Linked DNA regions of Mus musculus: region 1 is linked to region 2. The links are chromatin contacts, called in public Hi-C maps. All regions are on one chromosome and are shown on one strand. The core of a region is the stretch at or near the end of the contact, and the rest is flanking DNA. Distances in the headings are between cores, read along the strand shown. Region 1 overlaps Ica1 (islet cell autoantigen 1). Region 2 overlaps Umad1 (UMAP1-MVP12 associated (UMA) domain containing 1).

Evidence for each region. A called contact is a pair of places that touch in the nucleus more often than the background predicts.
Region 1: a Hi-C map of pre-B cells shows a contact between it and region 2, with 4 times the contacts expected there. The contact joins two enhancer-like sites. A contact is called at or near these places in 1 of 15 datasets of contacts at CTCF or cohesin (pro-B cells), 2 of 484 Hi-C or Micro-C datasets (cortical neurons and pre-B cells), 1 of 115 datasets of contacts at active chromatin or transcription factors (large pre-B cells) and 2 of 9 other capture datasets (embryonic stem cells and liver).

What each region holds. Positions count from the first base shown.
Region 1 is chr6:8,627,693-8,632,305 of GRCm38.p6, forward strand. It overlaps Ica1 (islet cell autoantigen 1), which reads right to left. Exons shown (of 14, transcript NM_010492.3): 14 at 2,835-3,105. The coding sequence ends at 2,984. Among named protein-coding and RNA genes, the nearest start is that of Gm35621, 6.7 kb to the left of the region's middle. Within about 2 kb of position 1,804, at least 9 of the 459 cell types and tissues checked have an H3K27ac peak or open chromatin away from gene starts, as enhancers often do. A contact at or near this core is called in pre-B cells, where this site is marked.
Region 2 is chr6:8,273,006-8,277,346 of GRCm38.p6, forward strand. The region is part of intron 2 of Umad1 (UMAP1-MVP12 associated (UMA) domain containing 1); the gene reads left to right. Among named protein-coding and RNA genes, the nearest start is that of Umad1, 16 kb to the left of the region's middle. Within about 2 kb of position 2,291, at least 70 of the 459 cell types and tissues checked have an H3K27ac peak or open chromatin away from gene starts, as enhancers often do. A contact at or near this core is called in pre-B cells, where this site is marked.

The DNA of each region.
Region 1 (4,613 bases), core at 554-3,053, 350 kb after region 2:
AAAAGGGGGAAGTCGGTGTTGTCTCCAGAAGTTGCCCGGTGGGACAATAGGCAGGAGGGGTCTGGGAAGTGGCATCTAGTAGGTGGGCAGCCTCCCAAAGTGGCTTCAGGGCCCTCAGCCCTTGGCCCCACACCAGCTATAAAAATTGGCGAATGCACAACGGATTTGCTCCTTCATACCCAGAGGTGCTGGCTTCAAGCAGAATACATTTTCTTGGGCAAAAACTTCCAATAACAACAACAACAACAACCAAAAAAACAAACCAAACCAAACCAAACCAAAACCAAACCAAACCAAACCAAACCAAACCAAACCAAACCAAAAAAATCAAACATGCTGGCTCTTTCTAAATCAGTACTTTCTAATTCTGAGGCTGATGGATTGGTTTTTTCACTCACCCAGAACTCAAAATCAACTTGACATTTCTAAAATTACATTTCGAGGGGAATGAATCTGTAAAGTGAACCGAGAGCCAGTGCCAGTTGGGGAAAGAAGGCAGGCACAAACAGAATCATGCCTCGTCCCTCCTTACAGTGTGTGCGTTCTTTATCTGTTAGCTGAGGAAAAGGGAGGGGAACCGGGGGTCATGCTGAAGCCATCAGAAATAGCCAGAAAGCCAAGGAGAGCCTGGGTCTACCTGTAGCTCAAGCTCCATTGTAACGGTGGCTCAGGCTGCCCGAAGGGAGTTGGAGATGAAGCGAGACTTGTTTGGCAAAGAGGGTAAAGACATATTGTCTCCTTCATGGCAGAGATCACACTTGTGTGGGCAGTTGGGGAGACCCCAAGGTGGGTCCCAGAGGAAGCCTCTTGGCCAGGCGGGTGTACGGGGCTCTTACAAGAGAGCCAGGTGGCAGCTGCTTCCCCTTACTTAGGAGAGGTGGTCAAGGGGCTTTGTGTGAGCAGGGTCAAAACGTGCCTCTCAACAGGGATCAAGAGGCTGCCCCAGTGGATTGCAGATGGGAAAGGAGACTGAGTCTTCTTCTTTTCTTTCCTTTTCATGAGAAATATAAAGACAATTTGGGGAGAAAATGCCTCCATGAGCAACCCTTTCCTTTTCCGGTTGCAAAGCTTATTCAACCACTGTGATCCACTACCCCCCACTCACTGATCAGTTTTAAAAGGCAGCCTCCTACTGCTTATCCTATTCCAAACTCTACCTCCCTCAACCTCCATGCCTTCCCATCGCCTAGACGGAGCCAGACAGGCCTTCCAGATTCAGCTCCTCACTGTGACTTCTGGGGTTTCCATGGCTACAAACAAATGTGACCTGGGATGAAACTAGAACCCTTACTCCTCATTCCATGCTGGGCAACTTGACCTGGCGATCATTAATCCACGCAAGTGGCACTGTCTAATGGTAGAGGCATGTGTCTAAAGCACGTATCTGTCAAGGCTAGGAAGCACCATCCTGGCATGGCTGGAGGAGAGCGGTAGGGCAGGAGCCAAACTCTCAGGAGACAGTAGAGCTTCATCCTTGGAGAACTGAAGGTGCAGGTAGAGGCTCCACATTCTCATGGTGGAGGTGGACTGTGAGGAAGCTCTTGAGGACTGAAGAAGGCTGTCATGGAGTCTCACATAGCACACAGGCCCCTGGGACGGTACATTAAAGGGGTGGCAAGCATGCCTGTGTTTAGAGGAGTGTGAGGTTGGGTTCTGATTCTGTATCGTGACAACCTCAAAGTGTATTAACGTGGAGCTGAGAAATCTGCCAGAGACGATTCTGGCAACAAGACCTCTGATAGCACAAGACAGCAAAGCCAGGGAAAGCTACCCAAGCCAGGCCCTCAGCTGGCTCCCAGACATTTCCTTTACCAAGAAGACATCTGTAACGGCCCGTGTCTCCAGCCCTCAGAGTGGTTTTAGAACTGCAGGCAGGTCCTTTCTGAGGGTGAGTTTCTGAAGGAAGCCCAGGGAGCCTTCTCTGAGATAGGCAACAGGAGCCCTCAAGAGGCCTAAGCACAGAGAACCTTTTTTTCTGGACCACTAACTTACACAGGGCCTTCTGTGCATTGCTTAGGTCTACATGAGGGCATGTGAGAGGGCCCTAACTTAGCAGGTTACCTGTGACATAGAGAAACTCTGGGGTCTGGGAGTCTGACAGGGTATCTAAGTTGTTGATGTGGCTACATGTGAATCTGTAATTACCACTATTTCTTGGTCCTACAAAAGTCCCAGGCAGCCCTTGTAGCTGGCTGCCTTATTTGGGGATGTACAGTTCTGACCAATAGCTGCAGAACTGCCCATGGGGCCCCCTGCCCCTCTATTGCACCTTCAATGATGCTTTTCTTAGCACAGCTGGGTCTCCACACAGAATCCACGACTTGAGTTTGTATAGCAAATGTTGTCTTAATGTTTAAAATTTTCTGTTTAAAAAAAAAAAGGTTCCATGAGGCTCCTGGAGTTTATGCTTTTGAATTCAGCTACGGAAAAGATAAAAGGAGACACTAGGATGTGCAAGGATGGCTGCCTTCAATAGAAAGGTCCATGCAGCAGAAAGCAGCCCCACTCCTCTGCCAGTGTGGCACGTGGCCGCAGTCAAGTGTGGCAGGGGACAGTGTCTTCGGTTGTCTGGATCTTCATCCAGAGCTCAGTGGACAGTGGCATGGCAGAAGGGCTCTTCCTGACACCTCTTCTGAGAGGGATGGGGACGTGAGAAAGCACTTTGAGCCTCCTGGTGCCCCTGAGGACGTGTGTAAGTCCACATGCAGGTGTGTGATTTAGCCTTGGATTTTGGGTGTCAGCAAGAGTAAGCAGTGGCCTGCCAGCGGCCCCTGTGTACTCCTCTACTGTTCAATGCACACGGACTACATACAAACCAAACAGGAGTGAATAACTATAGCGATAGAAACAGGGCCTTGACCCTCTCATTTTATTAAAATGGCATGTAAATATTAAAACAGCACACTGAGCATATTAGACTTCTGCAAGCCCTGGATGAGGTGCCGCGGAGTGGCCCGAGGGCTCCCTGTTGAAGGTTGCAGACTCATGCATTGAGCAATTCGTGTTCTTTATCAGTTTTCCCAACAGCATCAGGGTTTGATAAGGGGTCGAGGTCAGCAAAGAGGCTGAACCAGGCAGTCAGGTCCGAGGCAGCCTTGGCAGGCTCTGGGGAAAGAAGAAGAAACATGAACAAACCCACCTTCTCAATGAGCACCTCAGGAGGGACAAATCCCATGATCCTTGGGGAATTTCATGTCCCCTGAAGGGCTGGCTAACACAAACCTTGGCCTGAGACTCAGTTAACTAATTTCCATCTTCAGGGCACCTCCAGCAATGGCTACAGCTCACAGAGGTACTCAAAACGGCACATGCTGTCTGTCTCCCTCAACCGAGAAGCAGCTTGGCTATTTCAGAAATCAGACTGAAGCAAGGTGCCTTCTGGTGTCTGCCGGAGGGTTCCCTTTAAGTCCCACGGGCCAGGAGCCATCTGCGGTTTCTCCTTTCACCCTTCAAAGACGCAGGCCCACAGGAGGTCATACCCAGGCCCAGTCTCTCTACCATTACAATCACTGCCTTTCCTAGCTCTTCCTGTCAAAGGCTAGGTCCTTCCTTTCCCTTTCCCTTTCCCCTTCCCTTCTCCCTTCCCTTCCCTTCCCTTCATGGGCTTGAAATCCCCCCCGTTCAGCCTCACTGGAGCTCTTCCCTCTACTTCTGTTCCCCCCACCCTAACTCCCCCCAAACCATGATTAGACAGCCAAAGTGTCTTCCAGATGAGAAGAGAATTTTCAAAGGAGCGCCTCATGCCAGTGATTTATAAATGAGCTGGGACTCTTTCCTATAAATCATTCCACGTGAGCATCCACTTCACTGGCTGATAATCCATGCCTCTCCTCCTTCCCAACAGGTGGCGACGTCAGAAGCTGGGATAAATGTCTCTCTATTAGGGTACCTCCTAGCAGGGAGCAGCTAGGAATGTGTTCGCCATGTGGCTGAAAAGTCTCAAAACTGGCAGGAGCGAAGACACAGAATGGGATGGGAGTTACTTAAATCGTCTTTGATCCTTGCTCTAAATGACACTGAACTCTTAAGATAGTGAACGAAGCACTTCATGCTTTCAGTTCATCTCCCTATTTCTCAGCATAATACCCAATGGGTGCATTACTTTGTAATGACAGAGTCTATGCATGTATTATGTCATAATATATGAGATACAACTCGTACACATAGGAACAGCTAGTAATGGCAAGACTAAGTAATCTAAACCCAACAGTTCTCCAAAGAGTAATCCTAATAGGTTATTACTATAGGTAACCTTGATTGAATTCTACGTGGGTTGCCCTTATAACCCCTAGCTTATAGCGATTTGACATACTGAGACAAGAGAGAACCTCAAGCCATCATGATGGAGGTCATATGAGGATACTAGATGGGACAAGACTGATAGAGACAGATTAGTTTATCTCAGTTCTTGATAGAGTGTGTAATGAGATCTTAAAGAAATCCCCAGTGAAAATATGTCACACACTTACTTCCCCTTCCTCCTAACCTCTTGCAGAGGTCTGAGAGGGTCCCCAGGGAGTAATCACAGACTTGCAGTTAAGAGCTAAGCCAGCCGACTGCTCTTTGAGGAGACCGACCCTCAGATCCTCCAGGTCTCCACTAGGACTAAAACC
Region 2 (4,341 bases), core at 1,041-3,540:
ACGGAGTACTACTTAGCTATTAAAAAAAATGGATTTATGAAATTCCTAGGCAAATGGTTGGACCTGGAGGGCATTGTCCTGAATGAGGTAACCCAATCACAAAAGAACTCACATGATATGTACTCACTGATAAGTGGATATTAGCCCAGAAACTTAGGATACCCAAGATATAAGATACAATTTGTGAAACACATGAAACTCAAGAGGAGTGAAGACCAAAATGTAGACACTTTGCCCCTTCTTAGAATTGGGAACAAAACACCCATGGAAGGAGTTACAAAGTTTGGAGCTGAGACAAAAGGATGGACCATCTAGAGACTGCCATATCCAGGGATCCATCCCATAATCAGCCTCCAAACGCTGACACCATTGCATACACTAGCAAGATTTTGCTAAAAGGACCCTGATATAGCTGTCTCTTGTGAGACTATGCCGGGGCCTAGCAAACACAGAAGTGGATGCTCACAGTCAGCTATTGGATGGATCACAGGGCCCCCAGTGGAGGAGCTAGAGAAAGTATCCAAGGAGCTAAAGGGATCTGCAACCCTATAGGTGGAACAACATTATGAACTAACCAGTACCCCGGAGCTCTTGACTCTAGCTGCATATATATCAAAAGATGGCCTGGAAAGAGAGGCCCATTGGACTTGCAATCTTTGTATGCCCCAGTACAGGGGAACGCCAGGGCCAAAAAGTGGAAGTGGGTGGGTAGGGGAGTGGGGGGGTATGGGGGACTTTTGGGATAGCATTGGAAATGTAAATGAGGAAAATACCTAATAAAAATATTTTAAAAAAAGAAAAAGCCAAAAAACAGAAACAACAACAACAACAAAAAAAACCCCTGAGAACATTAAATTGTGTACTTTACCTTTTAAACATGAATGTACTTTCTTTTAAATAAAGGAGAATTTGGCATTTTATCACTGTTTATTAAGTTTGGATCCTAATTTGGCTACCTCACTGTTTATTCTCCGATATTTTAAATAACTAAAATATTTTTAAATTATTATATAGAACTAACCTCCTGGAAGTTGAAGGCTCATAGTAGTATTGTTTTTGTAGTAAAATATCATTAGCATTCACAGACTTAATCGACTTAACTGATAAAAATTCTAACCATTACTAGGAATTATTGTATTACCATTAAAATTTATAAAGACAAACTTTAAAATTTTTTTTATTGTGGTAAACTACCTGTTTTGTCATGTCACTCTATAGCAGTCTCTTTATGTAATATTTACTTTAATCTCAGGGCATACCATATGAAAATACTTTGAAAAGATAAGTTCAGTGGTATATTTTTTCATAGTTTTATTGTTAACAGGGTACCATATTCACATATTTTGGAATATGTACTAGTTACTTTTCTGCTGTGAGAAAATACTACAGCCAAAAGCAACTTGTAAGAGAGAGTTTATTTGGGCTCATATTTCCAGAGGACTAGATGTCCATAACAGCAGGGAAGGAAGGTACGGTATCCTGAGGCCAGGTCAGGAGGCTGAGGGATCAGAGCAGGAAGCAAGGAGAGAGAACTGGAAGACGGCTGAAGCTGTGAAGCTGGCCCGGCAAGACTCCCTCCAGCAAAGCTCCAGGTCCATAACTTCCATAACTTCCCCAAGCAGTGCCACCTACTGGGGATCAGTGAACCTGCAGGTAAACTTTCACTAAAAACGGCCAATAGATATTCACCTAAGATTTTTAAATTAGTATCTGAACCAGAAACATTATAGGAGCAAAAAATGATTGGTTTTGTTTTCTTATCCTCTGGCTTCTCAGTGAGAAAGTCTATGACTGAGAAACAATCCCCTGCCAGTATGGACTGTTTAGAATTGGTTACAGTATCTCCTTAGAGCCTCTATGACCAGTTTCTAAAGAGGCCACAGTCAGTTACACTGTTAAATCTGAAAATGGTGCCCCTTTCCTTTCCTTTTCCACCTGAGAATACCTTCTCCTTTCGGCTAGTACTTCTATTTAATGGTCACTTGAAATTTCAGGTCCAGGACAGCCAAGGCACTTTACTTGATAACAGGAGTATTTAGAGTAGTCACGTACAACTAAATTAGTTCATGTTTATGGAAAGCTTTTTTCTTTACTAGGACTTCTGAAGCTTTTGCTCTCTTTAGATTGTAGAGCATGTAGACTAAGCATAAAGTGAGGGGTGGGGTTAGTAGAAAAACATGCTTTCCCTTGTGTACCCAGAATTCACAGCAGAAGGCTAGAGCTCATTCAGTAATGAAGTTGAAGTAATCCTCCAGGTACTCCATCTACACAAAAACAAATTGCAGTTTCCCTTTGCATCACTGGGTGGCGATTTTTCACAGTCTTGAGCTACTGTTTAAAAAGCTAGCAAGCAAGGCACTGTTTGTAATTACCAAGGCCTTCTTCTGTTATGACACATTTAATTGTGCTTTTAACACATTATCTTTAAGTTGATTACAAATTTACTAGTGTAATGTGCAACCTTGTAGTTATTTTAAATTAGGAAAGGGTTTTGCAGGGTTGGCAGATAATTCTATCCAATACCAAGACAAAGGCATGCATTAGCTTATTATGTTAAAGCAAAAATAGAATATAAAATGAAAAGAAGTAATGTAGATTATTGTTCTTGCTCCAGTAATATTGTTGACCAGATATTGAGTATAATTTTAGAGGAGTGAGAATGAAATTGGGCAAGTAAACTATCACAGAGACAAAAAGAATTGTATGACAGTACGGCTGAACCCATTTCGTTCTTCAGTATATGCAGGCACTTAAAGTAGGACACAATAACTCTAAGCTTCTTTTAAATTAAAACTAATTTAGTAATTCATAGTAGTTTGGATTTCATCTTTAAGTATTTGATATTGAAGTGCATATCTTAGTTTCCCCCTTTCTTGGAGCTTAAGTATGAAATTAGATTTTATCAGTCGTCTTAAAGACTCTTTCCTATTATATTCCTGATTCTGGGAATTAAAGCATGCACATATATTTCAGTAAGCCTATTTTATTTTTATTTAGGACTTTTAAAAGGTTTTTTTCCCATCTCTGTTTTTCTCTTTCTTTCTTTCTTTCTTTCTTCCTTTCTTTTTTTTTTAATGAAGGCTTAGCTGTGTACAATGAAAATGTACATTCCACAGAATGGGAAATAGTAAGTAACTTTCATTCTGTGTGGAGCCAAAGGCTTTAATTGTGACAGCAAAACTAAATAGGTTTTCATAATGTGCTTCCTGTTTTAACTCCTGTCCTTACAGAACAAATGCACAGATCTTTAAAAAGTATTCATGGATTTAAAAAGTAATTTGTTCTTGACCTTGTATAGTTATAACCAGAAAAACTCAAATATATTTAATTTATCATAGTGATCTCTATTTTTACTCTTGACCTTTAAGTTCCAAGGCAAATGTTAGAGGCTTTTTCATTTAACTTCATTAGGTAATGAAAGTTCTTATTCTCCCAGCTGTGTGTAAGGGATGGAATTTTCACAGTATTTGTTCCTTAATTCTGCTCTAGCTCATCAAGGTGTTCTCCCTATGTGTCAGAACTCTGACATCCTTCTAAACAACATGCAGTATTGTAGGGATGGCAGTGTTCAAGAGTTGCTGAAATCATTCTTTCCTAAGGTGCTGGTGGGAGAACAAAGCATTCTTAGGTGATAACGCAGAACAAGATAAGGCCTACTTAGGGCCGTTGAAAAGTTGCTGCTTGGCTAGAGAGAGTATATCAGGGTCACTGAGGAAAAACCGGTCTGGGAAGGTAGTTTGTGATAGGCTGAGACATTAGAATTTTATCCCTCATGCTGTAAGGAACTTTTAGTGCATTTTAAAGCATCCGTGACTTAATTTTTTTAAATTCAATTTTAGTAATAGCTTTTAAAAAAGAAGTTAACTTCTATCATTCTCTGTAGACCAAGAACTATTCAAAATTATACACAGTATTATGACTTGAATATATTTCTGTATTTAGTATATGTCACATTACGGTGATACATAAGCCGGCAAAACAATAGTCACACAACATAGGGGTGCATGTTGTGTAGCAAATATCTGGAGTTGAACATTTTCCTGTCCTTTCGTTTTAATATGATACAAGGCAGAAAACACTAGTTGTATTCATTTTCCTTTCTTCCTTTTCTTTTCTAGCTCTGTGGCTATTTTCCATTTAGGTGTGGGGTTATTCTGTTTGCAGATTCTAGGAGAATTTTATTTTATTTTATTTTATTATTATTATTATTATTTTTTTTTTTTTTTTGTTAAAACCCAGTTGGGCTAGCCATGATGCCACATGGCTTTAATCCTACCACTGGGGAGGCAAAGGCAAGTGGGTCTCCTAAACAACCAGAGCTACATAGCAGAGATATTCTGT